Regions from separate parts of the Rattus norvegicus genome. Here region 2 is linked to region 1. Evidence: chromatin contacts called from public Hi-C data. All regions are on one chromosome and are shown on one strand. Each heading gives the region's core, a stretch centred on a gene start, on an enhancer-like site or on the middle of the called end of the contact. The rest is flanking DNA. Distances are from core to core; before and after follow the strand shown. Region 1 overlaps Hs2st1 (heparan sulfate 2-O-sulfotransferase 1). Region 2 has its middle 48 kb from the start of Selenof.

Region 1 (4,089 bases), core at 95-2,594:
CACTTTAAAAGCGGCAAATGAGGTTTCTCTTCTTCCTCAATCACGGACTCTGTGGCTATTCAGCTAAAGAATGGGCACATCTACAATGTTTCCTGACTCATACACTAGAACACATCCAACCATATCCCTAATTGATTCTGTTTAGCTATTCATTTAAAATTGTTATTCTATCAAAATGTTTAAAAATATACTATTCTTTCCAGTAACATGAGCTGCTATGGAAATATTCAAAGCCAGTGTTGTGGTCAGTGTTTAATAAGATTATTCTTTTTAAATGCTTTATCCATTTCAAGTCCAAGTACTTCAGTAAACACCAGAGCTCTGTTCTACATACTAGACTCTGCCCAAAGCAACAGTACTCAATATATAATTTTAACAATGAATACCTCCAGTATTAGAAACCAGGCCCTGTAGAGAGAGGGGGAAAAAAAGCCCCAAATCATTCAGGTGAGAGGGTAACAAACACATAGGGAAGAGTAGTGCGGCCCTCAGGGAACGTATACACATGAGTGAAGCTTATGAAACTGGTCCGGGCCTCTGCAGAGAGAACTTTTAGTTTATTTTAAAGCCGCCTATAAAACCCCTTCAATATCACAGTATGAATTATTTATAGAGAAGTGTACATTTAAAGTTACAATGTTGCTGAAAGATAATATTTGGGGAATTCTTTAATTGTATGATTTTCAGAGAAGCTAGGATTCCCACTGTCTGGCCCCGTGGCCTGCCTTTCTGTTCTTTGCCAACCTCAAAAGTGGAATTGAGAGAGAGCTTCACTTAAAGTTGACACAGCTGCTGAGGTGGACCTGAGCTGCGCATGTCTACGTCACAATCCGTACCCTGCTGTCTCTGAGGTTAACAGCGTAATTAGCAGAGCACTTGGATGTGGGGTTTTATTGTAATGGCGCCATGTGTCCACGGAGAACACTCAGGTGGATCACATGCCTAGACCTACTCCTTCTAACCAGTTTTTTGATTACTCCTTAAAGATGCAAGGGCTTTTGAGCCGTTTGTACTCCGTAGTCCTTTGAACTTTTCTTTAGGAGAATTAAGACAAAATTACTGTGACTTACACAATCACATTCAAACATGAAAGAAAATTCTTGGCTTTTCAAAAGTCTCCCCTTATACCTTGTCAATTTCAAAGCTGAAACACAGTGGTTCAAGGGAAAGCTATTAGGGTACCGAAACCCGAGGGAGAGTTTCTTTGTCCTCTCAGTCTGACTGACTGCACACTCTCTGTACTCCAGTCCAGGTGAGGAACTGCCACAAAATCCCTAACAGAACGTGAACTGTTGTAATTAGCTCGAGACGTGTGGAGTTATGAACGCTAGAGGGCAGTAACGCACTGGAAGGACTAAATCACCCATCTAAAAGTGGCCTTCTGTGTATTCCTAACACTTCATGGAGTGCACAGGCCGGCCGGCGACAAAGCACTCCTCAGTACATCATTTTGGATGCTACTTACTTTGCAAAATCCAAGTAAGAAATGTGTCCGTGATAGAAGCCTGGTTTCATCTCGTTCCAGCTGGTTATATTCTTTACAAAGCGCACCTAAAAAGGGAGGGAGGAAGGACAGTCTCATCACCTCACTGCAAAGTAAAGAAAGTGGATTCTGTCAACAGCAAGACACCTCCCACTCAGGGACAGGACCAGGCATTTACAGAGCTGGGAGACAGGTTCAGGGTAGAACAGACAGTGCAGTCTGCATGTACCACATTACCGCACCCATGTACGGTGCAGTGGATTTTCACTGCACAACACGGGGTGGTAGGTGGCTGCAGGGGAGGGGGTGTTTCACCCCCATGAAGGTAAATTGTCGTTGCTGGCTCACTACATTAGAATCAATGAGATAAGCGGTTGGCACAGCTTTAAGGGATTTCTGGATGAGCTTATCTGCAGGGTTTGATCTGCACTGGATGCAGATGGAGGAGGCCTGGGGAAAGGCTACATTGCCCCTCGCCTCTGCACCTTCCTGGAGAGTTCATTAACCCTGTGGCTGTCTGTACTGTCCGGCTGTAGCTACTGTTGCTGCTCCGTGAGAACCTGGGTTCTTCGGGCTTCAGACTTGAACGGAAGGTCAGTTGCTCTCCAGGGACCCTCCTGACTTTCAAAGCCAGGCTGGGGTTCCTGAGGCACAGTCTCGTGGACAACTGAGCAGTTGTAGGGTTCTCTGAGGCTCCAGTGTGACGGCGGCCATTGTTGGACTCCCCAGACAGGATGTATAAGACATCCTAACACTCACTCTCTTTTATAAAGCTATTTATACGGATGTGTATACACATGTGTTTCTATATATATGTATATATGCACAGAAGCCATAAGGTATGGAGCTGGGGGTATGGGAGATATGAACTGCACAAGGTGGGTGCTGGGAACCAAGCTCAGGTTATTTGAAGAAAAACAAGTATTCTTAACCACTCTGACCCAGTCCCCTTAACTATAATGCATATACATAATAAAATGTAAAATGTGTGTCTTCCTTCTTCCTACTGTGTTGCTCTAGAGGGCCCTGCATCTTTAACAGGCTTTCTATTGCTGTGATAAAACACCATGACCAGGGGTTGGGGATTTAGCTCAATGGTAAAGCGCTTGCCTAGCAAGCTCAAGGCCCTGGGTTCGGTCCCCAGCTACGAAAAAAAGAAAAACAAAACAAAACAAACAAACAAAACAAAACAAAAAAACCCAAAACAAAACACCATGACCATAAGCAAACACAAGAGAAAAGGGTTTATTTCACTGACAGTCCATCCAGAGGAGTCACTGTGAGAGTACAACAAGGCATGAAGAATGCTGCTTCTTGGCTTGCTCTTCCTGACTTGCTCAGTTTGTTTCCTTATACAGTCCTGGACCACCTACTCAAGGTGGTGCTGCCCACAAGGGTGGGCCTGCACACCCAGTCATCTATCAAGAAGATGGCCCATGGACTTCTGTGCAGGCCAATCCTAGGGAGGTATTTTCTTGATTTCTTCCCAGATGAGCCAACCTTATGTCAAGTTGACATAAAACATAGTAAAAAATACACCCCCCTATCAACAATATACACTGAAAAAGCAAGCAACATTCCAATCTAAGGAATACATTCTCTGTGTGTATGAATACATGTGTTTTACCAACAGGGATTCATAACCCTGGCTAGCCTCACGCTCATCACATCTAGGGTGACAAAGTCATGGTCCTTCTGCCACTGCCTCCCAAGGCCTGGGCTTACAGAGTTCCACATACCCAATTCATTCTGTGTATTACATGTTTTCCTCTCTGACATGATATTCAAAAAGCAATCAAAAAGTCATTCTTTAATTTATGCCCCAACAAATCAAAATATGACCAACAAAAGATTAAAGGTAATGACTTTAAGTTTTTTTTAAGATTTATTTATTGGGTTGGGGATTTAGCTCAGTGGTAGAGCACTTGCCTAGCAAGCACAAGGCCCTGGGTTCAGTCCCCAGTTCCGAAAAAAAAAAAAAAGAATTCAAAGATTTATTTATTTTATGTATGTGAGTACACTGACACTCTCTTCAGACACACCAGAAGAGGGAATCAGATCCCATTACAGATGGCTGTGAGCTACCATGTGGTTGCTGGGAGTTGAACTCAAAACCTCTGGAAGAACAGCCAATACTCTTAACTACTGAGCTATCTCTCCAGCCCGACTGCAAGATATTTTAAAATAAGCTTGATCAAATAAAAACATTTCAATTATCCAAGTATCTAAAATTTTGTTTTGATCTTCATGTGTGGGTTTGTGCAATGTAAGCATGACTGCAGGTGTCTGCAGGGTTGGCTCGCCCGAGCTGGGGTTACAGACTGTGAACGGCCTGATGTGGGTGCTGGGAGCTGAACTGAGGCCCTGTGAAGGAGCAGAAGGCGCCCTTCGCTGCTGAGGTAACTCTTCAGCTCCCAAGTACTTCTTAATTGACTGGAATTGGAAGTATACAAAAAGTTAACATGAAAAATTCTGAAAGTGTACATTAATTATTTTTAAAGAACTGAGAGCGAATTTTGAAAAAAGAAAACAAGTAGTTAAAGACTCTATGTGTCAGCAGCTGTACAATTTCTCAGAGGAAATCAAATCAGTACAATGAACAGCAG
Region 2 (4,520 bases), core at 1,259-3,758, 160 kb after region 1:
ACTGAGCTCTGAAGATGAGGGCTGCGGTGTTCAGCTTTCAAATAAATCAGCTTAATTCCAGGAAAGTCTGAGTAGCTGCAGGAAATTAGAGAGCTAGAACACGCTGCCTTGATCCAAAGAACACGAAATCTTCCATACAGCAACGTCATTTCTTAAGAAGGGTGATAAATCCCACTGACGGGAACATCGGGGCTCTGTCTCTTCCACAGATCCCATCCTTCCCCTGTCAGAACACCTCCACCCCCCAGTTCCCTTTTCCGATCACTGAAGAACCTCTCCAGTGATGCTTCTGGGACCCTTTTTGTGTGCAGTGATTTACTGTCGCCCCTTGTTGGGCTGCCTGCTCAAAACCCAAGACTTTGCAGATGCACCCCCACCCCCACCTCGCTCCTCTGGGGAGATTTAGTGGCAGTTACATTTCAACTTTCTTGGCAGCAGCCCGTGGCCTCCAACCAGAGCAACTGCAGAACGGACTTAGAACAAGAATGGCTGCCCTGGAAGTTTCCACTAGGTGAGAGGAATAATAAATGAGTTTCTTTACCATTAGGTAGTCTGTGACCTGCCAGATGAATTAAGGTCATATTTTATCAAATTGAAGCGTGCATCAGAGCCCTTTCCAATGTTATAATACAAATCTCAAACTGGCTTCATCCAGACAGGAAGTCAGTGGTAGCCCTAATGGAAGAGCCCAGTGCTGTCTGGCTTTACATACAGCCTCAGAAAAGAGAGAACATTAGCCCATTGCCTGATATTCTTTTTAAGATTAATTTTTATTTTTGAATATGTGTTGTCTCCCACATGTATGCAGGTACCCGCAGAGGCCAGAAGGGGGTGCAATATCCCTTAGACATGGGGCTATTAACTTCCTGATGTGGGTTCTGGGAACTGAACTTCAGCCCTGAGTCGTCTCTCTGGGCCCCATCACGTGCTCCTGTAAATAGTTTTAGTGGCACAAAGCCACATATCTTCTTTTACATAATGTAATGTCTAGGGCGGCTCTCGAGCCATAATGCATTGGATCCTTGCAGGAATGATCTGATCTATTTATGATCTGGCCTTTTCCAGTAAGAGCTTACCAGTCCCTGACTCCAGGGCTTGGGTGACATCATCAGGATTCTCAAGCCATCCATTGACTACAGTCTTTCTCCCGGATGACCTTGCTCTCAGCTTCTTTCTGTTCTGATATTCCTTCCTGCAAATAAGCCTCGGCTGAAAGATCATTTCTCTTCTGGTAACTCTTTGAAAAGCCCTTGAAGTTGCTTTCAACTGGCAACTTGGATGAGGTATTCATCCCTCAATTGATGACCGACAGGAAGAATTGCCGCACGTGGCTTGGTCTGAGTTACCCTTCCAGCTCTGGTGGGGTAGGGCCAGCCACTTCCAGGACAAATGGACAGAGAATGATGGAGTGTCCCTCCCAAAGGCAAAACAAAACAAAACAAAAACACCACCACCAACAAAACCCACTATCTCCAGTATGAAACCTCTTCCCCTACCCCGAGGCTGGATGCATTCTAATCTTGGACAGTGCCCAGGGTGGGTTAATGAGACTCGTGTGTGTGATCTCAGACCCCAAGGCAGTCCTAGTAATGACAATGACCTGCTATTGATGAGTTTTGATGGCAGACTACAGTAAGCACTTCATTAGATACAGTCTTGTTTGTTCTCCAGACAACTATGAACTGGGCGTTTTTAACTTCTACTTTACAAATTCGGTAAGGACAAGTGAGAGGTTTGGTAAAGGCCTGCTCTGAGGAAGCGTGGTATGAAACCATAAGCAACGGTATGGCTTGATTGTGGTCATTGTTCTTATTAATGTCAGCAGACGTCCTTTGAATCCCACCAACCTGAATCAAGTCCTGGATTTGTTCTCAACCCTAGGAGTCACAGCTAGATGGTAAGTTACAGGAAGAGAGGGGTCATATTTGTCCTTAATCCTGCTCTGGTCACTGTGTCCCTAGTTGGCACACAGTAAACACCTTAACAAACTGGTATTGAGGACAACTTTTCTAAGCCTGACGTTTTAAATGTGACATAGTAAAATACATGTGCATAACTCAGGAAGGGATTGCACAGCACAGAACATGCAGAACACAGCTTGTGCTAGGTGTAATGACACTGGCCCTTAGTGAGTGTCCAATTGCCTACTAAACTACACCCTGAAACGAACAGGTTGGTTCGTCTGATTCTCAAACCCCTGCCTCCACGTTACAAGTGAACCGTGAACCGAGTCTGTGTTCTTCTTTGTCACAAGTACTGAGGATGTGTCCCACCCTCTCGCCAGTGAGTCCAACTCTTTCTATTAACTTCCAGGACTCTGAGGCATTTCATTCAAGTTCTGCGAAGTGATGGCCTCTCCTTTTCTCTCCTGCATTATTGGGAGAAATAAAAGCAGCTTTCTTCAAAAACACAATGAAGACTTTTCTCTCAGCCCTCCTTCTCTTTTCCCCATTATTTCCAGAGAGCAAGGTTGGGCTGCAGGAGGCTCTGTTGCCTGGCAGGAGCCTGCAATTCACAGAGAGCCAACAGTGGGAGCCAGCCAGGCTCTGGCCTCGCCAGACCTCCCTCCCCGCTCCAGTAGGTCCTTCTTTCCCAGAATTGCCTGCTGCCATCTGCTGGCCGTATGATGTTAAGACGGTCACCACGGTGATGTCTCCCAAATGAGCCTCCTTCCAGCTTCCAGGCACCTTCCTGGGCCTCTGGTAGACAGTGCCAGCAGGCAGACCAACAGAAGATTTCAAGGTAAGGTTCTCAGACAGACGTGGCTGGAAAGAATCGACTCACAGCCCAAATGAGGGAAATGCAAACCATGAATCCTTCTCCCATCTGACAAACGCGCTTCCTTGCCCGGAGCCCCCTGCTTCTCATCCCCAACCCATCTCTCATCCACCAGCACCCTGCCATTCTTTCGGTCACACCAGCAGCTCCCATAAGCTGTATCACCACAACAATCGTACTAATTAATTTTCTTTTTCGCAAATAGTTTCCTATGGAAAAGTTATAAGAATAGTCACAAAGAATTCCCCTACATTCTTCTTCCAGCCAAGCCCACTGAAGATTTTCCAGTGGAGTCAGCAGCTTTTTGTAATCAGAGGATCCAAACCAGGGTCACACATTTTCCTGCTTCTCATGCATCTCAATGTCTTCCTCATTTGGAACATTCCTGACTTCTGCTTCTATTCCACTTAAGGATAGATGTTAGCATTGTAAGCAGTTCCAGCCAGTGTTATAGAATGCCTTCGGCCTGAGTCTGTCTGATGCTGTCTAGCCAGTGTGTGCATAACTGGCAAAAATGTAACAGACATGGGTCATTTCACAGCACTGACTCCGGGGACCCACACTGTGTTTCCTATGGTATGACTTTGGGTCACTTTTAGTATCCTCGTCTGTGTGGATGTCTTTGAATGACACTTGTCTGCCTGGCATACTAGGAGGTCAGAAGAGGTTGTCAATCCCCTGGAACTGGAACTACAGGTGGTTGTGAGCCACCATGTGGGTGCTGGGAATTGAACCCTGGGTCATCTGGAAGAACAGCCAGTGTTCTTCCTGACTACTGACCCATTTCCTGGCCCCATCAGCTTGCTTTTTATAATACGGTACCTGCCAGGAGAATGATGTCTCAAACAGTGGGTTCTGCAACATCAATTAACAGTTAAGATAGTGCCCTACAGACAAGCCCACGGGCCAGTCCAATCCAAGTGATTCTCCAGGGTCTCAGGTGTGAGTCCCTTCTCAGCTGGCTCTAGGGTATGTCCAAGTCAACTAGTTAAAGCTGACAGGTAAAGTTAACTAGGATGTTAGTCTTCCATAGCTCATGGCCCTGCTGGACCACTGACTCTTCTGCTTGGCCTCACCTGATGCTGTTTTCAGAAAGTTAGGAGAGGGAGTAAAAGGGAGAGAAGGAAAATAATACTGTATTTTGAGACTAGAAAAAGATGTTCATTCTTAACCACTATTGTCACAGATTATTCTGTGTTCTCCACAGAAGTATACACTTTGAGAAAGCCATGACTATGTCTCCCTTACTCATTCATGGTGGGTTGTAGCTCCAGGATCTAATGGGATGGCTGTTGCACTTCCTGTCTTCCCAACCAGAGCAGCAGGCATGCAGAGCCTGGCTTACATAGGTTCTCAGAGCTGAACTGAAATCCTCACCAATGAGCTATTGCCCCAGCCCAGCGTTTATTTATCATTGATAGCTGTGTGTGTGTGCTGGGGAGTTTGTTTATTTTATAATTTAGAGACTGGAAAGTAAGATCTGTGCTCCAACAGATTCTATGTCTGATGTTGGTTCTCTGCTCTGTAGACCGCACGTTCTAGGTGTCTCTTCATAAAACGGAAGGGTCAGGCAAGCATGCCCTTCCAGTTTCCTTATAAAGGTACTGACTCACTTCATGAGAGCAAAGATCTTTATTTTTTTTTATTATTTTATGTGTATGTGTGCCTGAGTATATGCATTAATACCACATGCTTACAGGAACTCTTGGAAGCCAGAAAAGGGCATAGGATCCCCTGGAACT

Evidence for each region. Hi-C and Micro-C count contacts between places; a contact is called where the count stands out from the background.
Region 2: a contact with region 1 is called in a Hi-C map of frontal cortex, with 4 times the contacts expected there. The contact joins two enhancer-like sites. A contact is called at or near these places in 11 of 12 Hi-C or Micro-C datasets (the Rat2 cell line, Schwann cells, frontal cortex and 6 more) and 1 of 1 datasets of contacts at active chromatin or transcription factors (oligodendrocytes).

Annotation. Positions count from the first base shown.
Region 1 is chr2:236,188,002-236,192,090 of GRCr8, forward strand. It overlaps Hs2st1 (heparan sulfate 2-O-sulfotransferase 1), which reads right to left. Exons shown (of 7, transcript NM_001100518.1): 3 at 1,466-1,551. Among named protein-coding and RNA genes, the nearest start is that of Hs2st1, 110 kb to the right of the region's middle. Within about 2 kb of position 1,345, at least 7 of the 93 cell types and tissues checked have an H3K27ac peak or open chromatin away from gene starts, as enhancers often do.
Region 2 is chr2:236,348,438-236,352,957 of GRCr8, forward strand. No RefSeq gene overlaps it. Among named protein-coding and RNA genes, the nearest start is that of Selenof, 48 kb to the left of the region's middle. Within about 2 kb of position 2,509, at least 14 of the 93 cell types and tissues checked have an H3K27ac peak or open chromatin away from gene starts, as enhancers often do.